4 separate regions of the Mus musculus genome follow, and regions 2, 3 and 4 are each linked to region 1. The links are chromatin contacts, called in public promoter capture Hi-C maps. All regions are on one chromosome and are shown on one strand. Each heading gives the region's core, a stretch centred on a gene start, on an enhancer-like site or on the middle of the called end of the contact. The rest is flanking DNA. Distances are from core to core; before and after follow the strand shown. Region 1 holds the start of Gucy1b1 (guanylate cyclase 1, soluble, beta 1). Region 2 holds the start of Fga (fibrinogen alpha chain). Region 3 holds the start of Fgg (fibrinogen gamma chain). Region 4 holds the start of Rbm46os (RNA binding motif protein 46, opposite strand).

Region 1 (3,184 bases), core at 297-2,796:
TCCAACAATTGTGGAATCAAAAGGTTCAGTAGGTGTTGTGTAGAAAACTTTTCTTGAGGAGACACAGTGAATATTTCTACTGTCTTTAGAGTGAGAAGCCAGGACAGATGAGTAATGATTACATCACTGTCCACCTTGGAGAACCAATGAGTTTTGGGACTATGGATGAGTGCATACTTACAGAAGGGACAGCTTGAAAGTAAGAAAGAGGAGAGAGAGAGAGAGAGAGAGAGAGAGAGAGAGAGAGAGAGAGAGAGGAAGGAAGAGAGAAAGAGAGAGAGGGGGAGGAAGGAAGGAAGAGAGAAAGAAAGAAAGAAAGAAAGAAAGAAAGAAAGAAAGAAAGAAAGAAAGAAAGAGGGAAGGAGAAAGGGAAGGAGGGAAGGAGGGAGGGAGGGAGAAAGACATACTGGAGAGGGATGAAATGTTCACACATTTGTAATGGGCCCTTGGATGGATGGATGGATGGATGGATGGATGGGTGGGTGGGTGGGTGGACTGATGGACAGACAGACAAACAGACAAAACAGAAATACAAGACAAATCTAAAACTTCTGGAATTCTAACTCCTGGGTTGTAATATGGCCTGTCCTGTAAAGTTCACAGACAAGATGGCTTAACGTTTTGCTCACAATTATGTTTGCACATGAAGTATCTATCCTCCAAGAAGATACATGAAGTATCTATCCTCCGAGAAGGTACTTGAGAGCATATTCCCCAGCTGGGAAATACCAGTTTGGAAACTTCTGGAAGCCTTTTTGGAGTTTGTAAGTAGACCACTGTGGGTGTCCTTGGGAACTGTAAGCCTCTACTGGGCCCACCTGTGTGTCTCTGTAATGAACTAAACAGCCTCGGCCATTCTCTCAGCCACCATGGAGTTGGGCTGTTCCACACGCCCCAAAGCAACGGAGACAAAAAAAAAAGCGAAAACAAAAACAAAAAACGATGGATCTCTAAAAACCACAGGCAAAAACATGAATTCTGCTGGTTAATGTCAGGTATTTTGTCTCAATGGCAAAAAGTCTAATGCAGTTGCTAAACCTCTTGTATATTACAAAACATCTTAGTTTGTGCACTTGATTATTAACTTAATTGACTAAAAGTAAAAATGTTAATTTTGTAGGATTAGCTATGTTTGCCAGCTGTTGCTAGGTAAAGCAACAGAGGAAATGTTTATGTGCATAACTACAAAAAACATGACGATGTTAATCAACACTGGGCGCGCGCGCGCGCACACACACACACACACACACACACACACACACACACACACACGCCCAAGCTCTAGGACATTAGAACAGATGTACGAGGATGACAATGACAATACCCCATCCATGCTGGAAGGAGCACAGCTGGTTCTGTTCTATCTGCCTTAAGGCCTCAAAAGAAATGACTTGTCACCAGACTGGGGCGGGAAAATGTTTGAGCACAGTAGCTCTGAGCCCATCTGAATTCCCTCCTCTGTCACTGATTGGCTAAGATATGGGAAGAAACAGCGCCCAGCCTCCTGCGGCTCCACTCGTCATTGGCTGAGAAGAGGTGGCAATCAGAGTTGGCCGAGACTGATGCCCTAGCTTCAGCTCTGTGCTGGTCTGGGAGCACTGTCGCCGCTGTAGTCGCTGTCTGGGTCCCTTCCGCGGTACTCTTGCCTGGAAGCTGCTTCCTAGGCTCCGGGCGCGGACACCATGGTGAGTGCTGTCAGGATGGTCAGCGGAACATCACACCTGAGCGGGTGGACCTTGACTGGCTAGAGAGCTGGCTGAGATGCAGAAACAAGCCCCAGGGCACACAGAGCGGAGGGCCGCGAGGAACAGCGCTTTTGGTGGGAGGTGGGGACATATGATCTGCTGGAGTGCTCCGAGTCTCTGGGTCTGGTTGGGTCCCCACCACTCAACCCCAGCCTCCAACTTCTGGGGATTCTGGGTTCCACGGGCAGGGTGGTGTGGGAAGCTCAGGGCTCAGGTTCCTGAGCTACCCCTGTTGCACCACGGTGACAGGTGAGCAGGGGTAAGAAGATGGGGGAGGGGAAAGGGACGACGAGAATTCAAAGATCCCGCAGAGTCCCCCCTTTTAGAATAGGGTACCCGAAAGCTTATCCTGAAGGCGAATGACAGGTCAGAGGCACCGGGTGGAAGACCGGGTTGCAAGGCGCGGGTCCTTGACCACGGTCTCTCTCTCTGCCCTTCAGTACGGTTTCGTGAACCATGCCCTGGAGCTGCTGGTGATCCGCAATTATGGTCCCGAGGTGTGGGAAGACATCAAGTAAGTGAACAGCCCCGCTCCCAGGGCCGCGCGTTGGCACCGAGCCCGCGCCCGCCCGCTTCCCTGGCTGCTCCCAGCAGGGTCGTGGTGCGCATCCTCCGGTCTCCTCTCCCACGCTCCGAAGCCGGGACCAGGAGAGGAGGGTAGGCCGGGGCGTGGCCGCGTGATCAAGCCCCTTGGGGTCGCTGCGGCCTCTTCACCCGGACTGAGCGTGGGAACACCCAGACAGGCAGAGCACTGTGACTCCCAGGCCAGGTTCAGAGGGTTGGCTAGCTCCCATGCAAGGGGACCTGGGGGCTTCCTGGGCCTCTGCAAGGTCTTAGGATCAGAGGCAGGAAATGAACAGAAGATTCGCTTTCTTTTGCGATTTGCACACCAGGAACACGTAATATGGTTAAATCATTTGGTTATGGTATAGTACACTCAAAGATTATTTCTCCAGTAAGTCATGAGAAACCGATATGTAATAAAGGGACATTTTCCCTTTAACTTGCCCAAATCACCCTTGCTTTGCTGTGTTTTCTTCTGGCAACCCTAGCAGGGCATCCTAGTTTCTGTAGAGCTTTGAGTCTGGTACTCAGATAAGACGAGAAAATAGACTTATCTGAGATTTTAAGGCCCAAGGCATCTCTTAAGCTTTCTGTAGGTCTAAGGAGGAGGTTTATTGGGGATTGAAGCCAGAACCTTGTCCTTGACAGGCAAACACAATGCCACTGAACTTTATGTCTGGCCTTTATGTTTTTGAGACGGGATCTCCCTACACACAGCGTAGGCTGTCCTGGAACTGCCAATCTTCTGCCCTCTCCTAGTGCAGGTTTTAGAGAAATGCATCATCAAGCCTAGCGGAGCATTGCAATCTAACAGACTTATCTTTCCCCCTCTCTCTTGTTGAAACTTGGATTTAACTCCTGTATATCTGAGTGCC
Region 2 (3,184 bases), core at 450-2,949, 950 kb before region 1:
CCCAAATGAAATACAAAACATTTTGTCCCATAAGACTTCCTAGTCTAACGGGTCGAGATGGCTTCGAGGCGTTCATCGCCTCCGCTCTGCACTGCCAACTTACAAGGGACTTCCTGTCACTATGTTAGTTTGGGGTAGTTTTTCCTTATAATTAATCAACATGGTCTCATTCTCATTTGTGAAAATTCAAATAATCCTAATTACCATAATTAAAGCAGCGAAGAACAACTCATTTAAAAGAACGAGTCCTTTTGTATAAGAAATATAATGGTAAATTCAATTGTATGAGTAAAATAGCACAACAATGAAGCAGACAGAAAGTGCACATAATAATGAGACAAGGAAGACAATAGAAGTACAAATTACCCAGAAATATCGCCTCAGCTGGTTATTTTAGTTTAATTCCCTCCAAAATGTATTGTTCTTTACTCTCTGATATCAAGATTTTTGAATGGTGAGCCAAAAAACCCACCACCACCACCACCACCACCACCACCACCACCACCACAAAAAACACCTGAAATAATATACAGCCTGGGTAACTAATTAGGATGTCACTAGGTCCTTGGTCATAGTTGACATGTTTTATAAACTAGAATGTGTCAGAAACTCCAGTAATTTAGATTTCTTTCTTTTGTTTTTCTTTGGGGCTTAATTTGGGGAATGATGTCAGTATTTAGAAGTTATCTGAAAAGAACACGAATCCTTCCAAAGAGCCCACTGCCTCATAACTAATGTCTTCGGAATTTGCTATACGTTTTCAAAGGCAATTAATTTGCCCTCTTCCTTTTATGTCTTCAAAAGGATATGAAAAGTTCCTCTTAGGGCTGCGGGTGTAGAACGCTTGCTTGGTCAGTACAGAGAAAGCTCTGCTTCATTCCTCAACATGACAACATTACAAAACTAAAATATTACAAATAAAACAAAGACTAGAGGTAAACCATACTAAACCCCAAACCTTCTGCTCATTACAGACAAATGTCTGGAATTACCAGCTGGAGAACAGTTCTTACCCAGTGTTTTGTTCTGTTAGAATGATGTCTCTGGAGTTTAAAGGGACAAACATGTGGAGGGATTCAGGAGGCTGGCAGTGTAGCTTAGTTGTAGAGAGCTTTACTGCCATGCCCAGGGGTTCTCAACCTGTGGGTCACGACTCCTTTGGCAAACCTCTATTTCCAAAAATATTTACGTTATGATTCATAAAAGTAATAAAATTAAGGTTAGGGAGTAGTAACTAAAAACAATTTTCTAGTTGCGGGTCATCACAACATGAGGAACTGCATCTAAGGGTTGCAGCATGAGGAATTCTATGCTGGATCAATCCCCAGCAACCGTGAGAGTATACTAACACACAGCTGCAGTTTTAAAGACTGCATCTGAATCAGCCTGAACGACAGATGTCAAGATCTCTCGTTATCCTAGGGCCTCCCTCTGGACATCACATTTCCCCATACACTTGTCAGGCTCATCTAAGAATTTGCCTCCCTGGCCTGGCATTTAAAAAGCTAAGTACAAAGGACTTGTAGACTCTGAACTCAGGGCTCCTTGCGGAAGAATTAACAGAGAGAAGAGAAAGCACATACCCAGACTGTGCTGGCCACGCTCAAGATGAGGCAGGTGACCCTCAGGGACAGCATGGTGTCTGCGTTTAGGGATGGCTCATGAGGAGAACTGGAGCTGAAGCGAAGGAGGACTGACTGCACTCACAGCTCCAACCCTACTTAAACCGGCAGGAGGTTAATCATCACCCTTGGCCCACTCAAGCAGCCAAAGCTCACAGTGTGTCCTGTGCTCTGACCATAATAACCAAGGTATCCCAGAAACTCTTGCTCAATTCTCTGTAGCTTGTTTGTTTCCGATAAGTTGTTGCAAATGGTAGCATTTGATTGTGCAGTCAGCAGTTGGGGGGTGGGGGGAATCTACATTCCAGGAAATGGGGGCCTTGGAAGCTGGGGAGATGAACACAGTTCACACCTGAAGGAAGTAAGAGAGCAGCCAGGGCACTCTGGCTATCACTTCTGTGGAGCAGAGACATTGGACTGTGTGTGGGATTCAGAGTTCATCTGAATTTCAGAATGACCTGAAAGCCTACAATAAGCTTATGTTAAACGGGTTGTTTTCCTCCAGCCAGAGGTCAAGACAGTAGCTGCTGGCGACCAATGCCAGCATCCACAGTCCTAGCTCCAGCTTCCTGGCTCTGAGCACTTATGAAGGTTAACTGTCCATCCTTGGGAATCAGTCTCCTCTCTTAAAGACCAGGGCAAAGGCAACATCCTACACATGTTAGTAAACAAATGGGTGAATTATTTCAAGGCCTCCCGAGGAGTGGTTGTCACCACGGCCTGGGAGGAAGTGCTGGCCATGATTGGAGAAGTACATGGAAAATGTACTGTACTTCCTGCCTTTGGGCTTGATCTCTCTTCATCTGCTCTTCATTTCCATGTACAATTCTTCTGGACTCAGTGAAACTTCTGTGTGACCCAACCACGCACCCACTAATATTCCCCCCCCCCCCAAAAAGCAACAGCTGGATTTTGAACAGAATATTCATTGTTCACAATTCCACACTATGGAAGCAGCCTCAGACAATGGATGAATGGATAAAGAAAAGGGGTGGATACAAGAGATTATTGTTCAGCCTGTGAAAAGAAGAAATTCACACATTTGGGGAAATGTACGGGAGCCTTGAGGATATCACACTAAGCGAACGATGTGACTTCACTTCCGTGTGAAACCTTTAATGTGCAACTCAAGAGACTGGGACACAGTAGTGGTTTCCTGGAGACGAGAAATGAGGGAAACAGAAAGGAAGAAAAAAGAGGAAAAGGGAAAGATAATCAAAGAAGGTGATGCATATACTAATGAGCTCAAAGGGGTGGTTATTTCACATCAAACATACAGCACTTTTACATATCAGTCACGGTTCAATAAAATGATTAAAAAAAACCCTTTGACTTAAGTGTGCTGTATTTAGTAATAAACACTGAGAATGAGCAGCCAAATCTGAATCTCAGACAGACAACCAATATATCTTAGTGTATGCATGTCTTCTGCCGTGTTTGGAGTATGCTTATACTAGAATGTAGTTGTTCATGTGAAATGCAAACGTAACAGGGTATTCTGTTAGCTGGCAACCAGTCCTGCTTTGTGTGAAATTCTGCTTCCTATGTGAAACCACTCCTGG
Region 3 (3,184 bases), core at 209-2,708, 930 kb before region 1:
CCCATGACCTATGATCAAGTGGCTCCAAGACACTTCCCTTCTACTTCACTTTTGACAAGATTTTTCTATAGCAGTCAAGACCCTTCTTCTGTCTGTTCTCTGATTTACTAATGTTGACTTGGTGACATGTTTGTGAAGAGGATTTCCACACCTCAATTCCCATATATTTGATTTTATATTGTAAGGGGGCTGGGGGACATTCAAGTAAATAGAGCCAGAATGGCATTCAAAGGCATCTACAATAACCTTTCTCCAATGCGATTATTATTTTAAAATTACAGGCCCGTGCAACTCATTTTTCACTAAAGAACTCCCATCTCCACTGGGAGATTTGATACTATAAATGAAAACTAAATTCCAAGGTCACTTTCTATGAAATGTGGAACATTAAGGAAAAGTTCCAGGTGCCTTGAGGAGCACATGAAAACCCAGACACATACCGAATGCTTGTCTCGTGGGTTAACAGCAGCGCTTCGTATTTCACAATTTCTTCTACCATCTTCTTAGACTTCTGAGTGGCACTGTCTATCATACCTGTAACAGGGTCAGAGACAGGAAAATCCCTTAAGCAAATAGTACAACGGAAAGCAGAGGAGGTGACTCCTCGGTGGGGTTTCCTCTCACCTGGCTTTGGGGGTTGGTCTGGGTTGTAGTAAACCTGAATTGCTTTGATCAGTTCTTTGGCTTCTGTGGTTCTGTTTTCAGCCCGGAATAAGATGTCTTCCAGCGTTCGGAGATCATTGTCCACGTCGGTTTGGTAAGAAGACAGGAAATCTGCGATACCACAGGTGGTTGGGCAGAAACTACCCTGCAAGTCAATTTAAGGAGGTAATTAAACACCTTAGGAGAGAAGTCTTAAATACAATCCATAAATATTAAACCATTCCCCAAAAGCTTAAGTTGTCAACTGATAAATGAAAGTGCTACCCTGTTTTCCCACCCTTCTCTAGTTTCAGGATAGGGGGTGACACTGAAATTACTTACGAATCTCTCATCTAGGATGCAACAGTTATCTCTGGTAGCCACATACTGTTGGAGAAAAACAAAGATATTTTGCTACTGGTCCCAGTCATGTCTCTCTCTCTCTCTCTCTCTCTCTCTCTCTCTCTCTCTCTCTCTCTCTCTCTCTCTCTCTCTCTCTCTCCCCTTTATAAAAACGTTTTAATAATAAAACAGTATGGCTTCGGAAGGACACTTACTGCCAGGCCCGTTGGAGAGAACAGTAAAAGCAGGCAGCAAAGAAGGAAACTCGGGGGCTGCAAAGACCAACTCATGGTGTCTGGGTGACCAGGTGCTCCCAGCTCTTTACAGCCAGCACTGTGACCTCTTGGGCTTCTCCTTGGTCCTTTATGTGAGCTCTCAGTCTGGGCGGGACTAAGGGTGGCTGGAACTGGTCACAGGGTCTCTTTACCAGAAATGTGAGCTCTTTCTGCTCATTCTGGCTCTCACTCGTGCTCTGAGGGATTCCCAGATTTTGCGCACAGGTTTAAGCTCCTCCCTTTGGGCTCAGCCCAACCTGTCTCCTCAGACCCACAGGTATCTGCAAAAGCCAGCAAAACAGGGGGGGGGGGGGTGCTGCTCCGAGGGCTGACAGAGGCCGCGTGTTGCAACTACTTCCAGTACACCACCTCCAGGAGAACAAACACAGGGTTCTGACCTCCCACAACAAACCAAGCTTATCCAGAAGTCTGGCCTGTTGCAGCCACAGGCATTACTGAAAGACCTGTCTTTGCCCAGGGGTGGGAGAAGGGAACTTTTCCTCCTTTCATGTCTAAGGTCTGTATTTCCAAGGGTGGATCATGCTGGAGATGGGTTCCTGTCCCTCCTCTGTGATATCCTTTTTCTTGGGTCAGTTTTGACTGAGTTTTGGGCTCAACTCTTCTGATGACTGGAAGACAGGTTCCCTCCCATCTGCCACCAAAGAGAAGGAGCCAGGAGTTTACCAGTTTGTCCCAAAGCCCCATCTAGTTCCTGGAGGAAAAGCCTGGACTCAGAGAAACCCACCTGTCACACATCTCCTTAGAAGCCTCTCTGAAGGAGAAGGGACACAGGGAGACACTGAGAAGGTTCATTGAGTTTGTGGGGAAAGGGCACTGTCACCTCTCTTTGCTAATGACAAGCAGCTGTGGCACTGTGACAGATGTGTGCAGTCACTCTCCTCCTGTGACCAAGCTTGCTGTAAACTGTGAAGAACTATGTAACTGGGAGAAACGCACTAACATGAAAGAAGTGCTAACATGCTGGTATTTGACTTGAAGTTTTGACAAAGTACTGTCTCCTTTGACATTAAAACAAAGAAATGTTTATGCTCTGTAGCTAGTCAGAAATCATTTTAAGTAAGGGAACTCATCAGACCAAATATGTAGCCCTTTCTCTTCCTGACCAGATTGGCCTCCACTTCAGTCACTTTTTGCTCCAAGCCATTTGTGATATTCTTACAGAATAGCTTGGACAATGCCACCATTCACCTGCTTAAAGACCCCGTAGCCTTTAGTCACTTCCTATCTCCTGTTTGTTTTTTCTTCCTATATGTTCTACTTTTTCCCCCCATCTTGTTTGTCAATGTGCATAGGAACTACTGCATCTCTGGCTGTCAAAACAAATAAAACAAAAAACAAACAAACAAACAAACAAAAACAAGCAAAAACCCCCAGAAGCCCTGTTTTCTGGAGGCTAGTTCCCTCTAATAGAGCATTACCCCACAGCCCCAGCTCTGGCTCCATGTTTTGTAGGAATTATAAGAACCTTGCATTATATAACCCATTAATCTATCAATGGAAATTCAGTGTTTGGCCACAGCACCCAGTAGACCGAGTGACAGTTAATACTCAACAATTATTGAGTGACTTTAGTTGATTGGGCTGGAAGGAAGTCTACTTTTAATGTTAATACTCCTGGTACTCTCAAATTTTCCAAATTGCAAAAGTAAGCGAGGTACCTTATGTGCTGTTAAATGAAAGAGAAAAACATACCAACATTTGCCTTTAAAATGATAAAAATAAAAGCACATAAAAACACAGAGGCACACACCTTTGATGTTTTCAATAGAACTCGCTGGCAGTTATTATTATTATCATCATCATCATCATTACCTTTTACAGCCAGAAATTTTGTAGTTCCTATGAATGTCAGCAAGCCACAGCAAATGTTTTATGCAACTTGTATAAATAGGAATTTCCTTATT
Region 4 (3,184 bases), core at 279-2,778, 800 kb before region 1:
TTTTAAACTATGTAAAGGTGTGTTTGTGTGTGTGTGTGTGTGCGTGTGGGTATGTGCCCACAGAAGCCAGAGGTGGTCTATCTCCTAGAGGCAGAGTTACAGACAGTTAAAACCATTGGGATTGAATGTGGCTCCTCTGGAAGAACAGCCAGGGTTGGTTCTTAAATGCTGAACCTTTTCTCCTGGTCCCTTCCACTGTTTAACCATTTCTTTCCATTCCCACAGACAGCATAATTTCCCTTTGAGCTGCTGATAGATTTTCTCCTGTTTTCGCCATCAGCAAAGGCTTATCCCAATTCTGGCTTCTTTTCAGACAAAAGAACACCTGCATTTCACATCTTTCTTCATTTGGGTCATCTTTCCCCATAAAGCATCTAAAAATTTCTATTTTGCAGTCTATTCTTAAAGAATTCTCGTAGCATAAAGGTTTCAGATGCCCTCTTCTTGGAAACTTAAGAAATAAAGGCTATTCCTTTATGTTTTGGTTGCAGAAGGCATAAATCTTTTATAGCAGTCAATGAAAAATACATCTGCTAATAAAATTTGCTCAGTTTCTTTAAGACTTTGAGGGAGAGGATGTACCCTGTAACTTGAGTCTTTAACATTGTCTTTCTAAAGCAAGTTTCTAAGGCCTCACTCTAATGACCTTTATGAAACTCTTGTTCACTTGGTTTCCTTTATACTGGGGATGGGGTGTGAAAAGAGAACACACTGGAAATGTTAAGTAGTCCTCCAGGCTACCTCCAAGACCTCATTCACACCTCACAATAAAATATCGCCACCTACTGGCTTCTACAGGCTCCTACAACGACGCTTAAAATCAGCTAGTCTGTAAAATCAAGTCTGTAAAATTCAGACATGAAAATGAATGTGAAGAACCTTTCTTTCCTGGACAAAACAAAACAAACGAACAATGTTTAACAAACCTTCCTCTTGTAGTTTTTGAGGTTAAAAAAATCTTTAAAAACAAAGCCAAACTAGTGTATTAGATGTGGCTCAGGCTTTCAACTTGTTTGGAAAATACTGTGCAGAGCAGAGTTTAGGAATAACTGCTTTCCGAGTTACCAACGCCTCCCAGGTATTGTGCATAGCGTTCTCCTTGGGGGGCACCTTTTGGGATAGTAACATATCACAAGCCGCTTGATGCACACGTTGTGTAAACGCCCACAGCTCTCTTGAGTCGGTTTCCCTGTCTGTAAAACATGCTATAACTTAGTTTTAAAAACCCTGTGAGAACGGACGAAGATGCCCTGGAACTGCTTTTGGCACGTAGAAACATAAAAGGGCTAAAACTCTGTTAACGTTATTTACGATCCCAGTCTCATCATATCTGTTTTAAGGGGAATCAGAAATTAAGGGGCCACCCCTCCCATCCTCATTTACAAAAGTCCCCATGACTGTTTTGCACCCAACAAGGCGTTCAATCAAGATTTGCAAACTTCATCCAGCCAGACAAAGAACTTTCTCAACCTACCTACATCTCCCTTAAGGGAAGCACTGCAAGTTCACTTTGTAACTTTTGTTTAGTAACGCCTTCAAGTCTTCCACGCGCCAAACTTCACTCGCCCAGACTGGCTTTTCTCCTCCTGATTGGCCAGCGAGCGTGCCACTCCAAGTCCCTTTCGCCTGTCGCAAGTGCCTCCTCCGGCCTCAAGCCTCAGTCCCGCCTCCTCGCCCCCACCGGCGGCCGCTGATTGGTCGAGGTGGGGCCACTCCACGTGAGGCACGCTAGGCTGAGGCGAAGAGCCCGTGGCCCCGAGGCGCGAGGACAGCACGAGCGCCACTGGCCACGCCCTGCCCCGTCCGGCCCCGCGGCGACTCCTCTGACCACCGCTTCCGCCCGCAGCGCCGATCCGAAGCTCTGGCGGCGGTTTGTGCTCGTTGGTCCAGGGATTTTTAGGTCTGGCCTCTGAAGACCCGACGGGGTGAGGCGGGAATGGGAGCTGCGGGGGTGACCGGCAAACCGCTGCCAACGGCCGCAGTCGGGGGTGCCCTCGTGCGGGGTCCGGGGCGCCACCGTCGGGCGGTGTCCGCGGGCTGGCCTGCGCGGCCGCCCCGTCGACAGCGGCTCCGGGGTCTCGGGCTCCCTGCGCGGCCGCCCCGTCGACAGCGGCTCTCGGGTCTCGGGCTCCCTGCGCGGCTGCCCAGTCGGCAGAAGCTCCGGGACCTCGGGGTCCTGGCCGCTGCTTCCCGACCTCGCTGGCCTCCCGTCGCCGTTGTGTCCGCTCGCCGCGCCGCCCAGAGTTCCTAGCGGGGGCCGGGCCTCGAACTTTCCGCCGCCCCGACTGGGAAGCGGCCGGGCTGCCTAGGGGATCTGCGTGAGTGGTTGTCGGGAGCCAACTGCCCGACGGGCCGGATAACACTCTTAGTGCAGCCTGGGGTGAGGGAGGACCACGGAGCCGGTCCAGGGGCCCGGTGGATGCTGGTGGACTGGCTTCCTGGTGAATTTATGAGAAGGGGACCCCAGGGGACTCAGAAAAAGCACCTCATTTAGCCTTCTAGAATTAGGTTAAAACCAGGAAGCACTATAGGTAGCATCAAGGTGGTAACAGCCCATCATTTATGAATATGCATGTGGAAATAGGCTAATTTAAATAACTAGCAGTTTTCATTTCAAGGGATTAGGGCAATGAGATGCTTCAGAAACTTCCTTTGTAGTCATAAGAATCAACCTTAGCGCTGTGATAGGTAGATTTGTTTTTAAGTATACCTGTTTAAAATATTGTCTCAATCACTAACTGTGCCACTGAGGACATTCGGATCTTGTTAGCACTGTATTTGCCAAATAACCAACTAATGCCTTATTTCCTGCGTGTGGCCATGTTTTAAGTGCTAATTTTCATATAAGAGTCTTGGACTTTAAAATATTAATGCCAAAATTATAAAACAGCTCATGTAAGGTGCAAACATCCTTATAAAGTAAGAAATATTAAAACCAAGAATATATATTCAACTGTGTATGGGTGAAGTTACGCTTTAAGCGTTCAGTGGTATTGTTTTCATTGGTGGAAAACTTAAGAGGTACCAGAAGTTAAGAAAGGATTGCAAATAAGTAATTTGTGTAAATTAAAAATTTTTAATGCTGTTAACTTTAATATCTGTTGGTTGGTAAGGTAAAAAGATAAGGGGAAATGTGATTTCTGTGTTCAAATTAATAAGACTTCAAATGACACTACAGATGACA

What was found. Promoter capture Hi-C pulls out the DNA fragments that hold promoters and counts their contacts.
Region 2: a promoter capture Hi-C map of liver shows a contact between it and region 1, with 3 times the contacts expected there. The contact joins the promoter of Fga here to the promoter of Gucy1b1 in region 1. A contact is called at or near these places in 3 of 39 promoter capture datasets (cranial neural crest, embryonic stem cells and liver).
Region 3: a contact with region 1 is called in a promoter capture Hi-C map of stem cell-derived epiblast-like cells, with 3 times the contacts expected there. The contact joins the promoter of Fgg here to the promoter of Gucy1b1 in region 1. A contact is called at or near these places in 2 of 39 promoter capture datasets (hippocampal neurons and stem cell-derived epiblast-like cells) and 1 of 115 datasets of contacts at active chromatin or transcription factors (astrocytes).
Region 4: a promoter capture Hi-C map of embryonic stem cells shows a contact between it and region 1, with 5 times the contacts expected there. The contact joins the promoter of Rbm46os here to the promoter of Gucy1b1 in region 1. A contact is called at or near these places in 11 of 39 promoter capture datasets (the 3T3-L1 cell line, the HPC-7 cell line, cranial neural crest and 6 more).

Annotation. Positions count from the first base shown.
Region 1 is chr3:82,073,073-82,076,256 of GRCm38.p6, reverse strand. It overlaps Gucy1b1 (guanylate cyclase 1, soluble, beta 1), which reads left to right and starts at 1,546. Exons shown (of 14, transcript NM_017469.4): 1 at 1,546-1,685; 2 at 2,186-2,259. The coding sequence starts at 1,683.
Region 2 is chr3:83,024,668-83,027,851 of GRCm38.p6, reverse strand. It overlaps Fga (fibrinogen alpha chain), which reads right to left and starts at 1,699. Exons shown (of 6, transcript NM_001111048.2): 1 at 1,584-1,699. The coding sequence starts at 1,637.
Region 3 is chr3:83,005,998-83,009,181 of GRCm38.p6, reverse strand. Fgg (fibrinogen gamma chain) reads right to left here and starts at 1,458. Exons shown (of 10, transcript NM_133862.2): 1 at 1,200-1,458; 2 at 985-1,029; 3 at 625-808; 4 at 441-534. The coding sequence starts at 1,274. Gm30097 (a long non-coding RNA gene) reads left to right here and starts at 767. Exons shown (of 5, transcript XR_375748.2): 1 at 767-828.
Region 4 is chr3:82,875,049-82,878,232 of GRCm38.p6, reverse strand. It overlaps Rbm46os (RNA binding motif protein 46, opposite strand), which reads right to left and starts at 1,528. Exons shown (of 4, transcript NR_040382.1): 1 at 1,475-1,528. Rbm46 (RNA binding motif protein 46) reads left to right here and starts at 1,750. Exons shown (of 6, transcript NM_001277170.1): 1 at 1,750-1,925.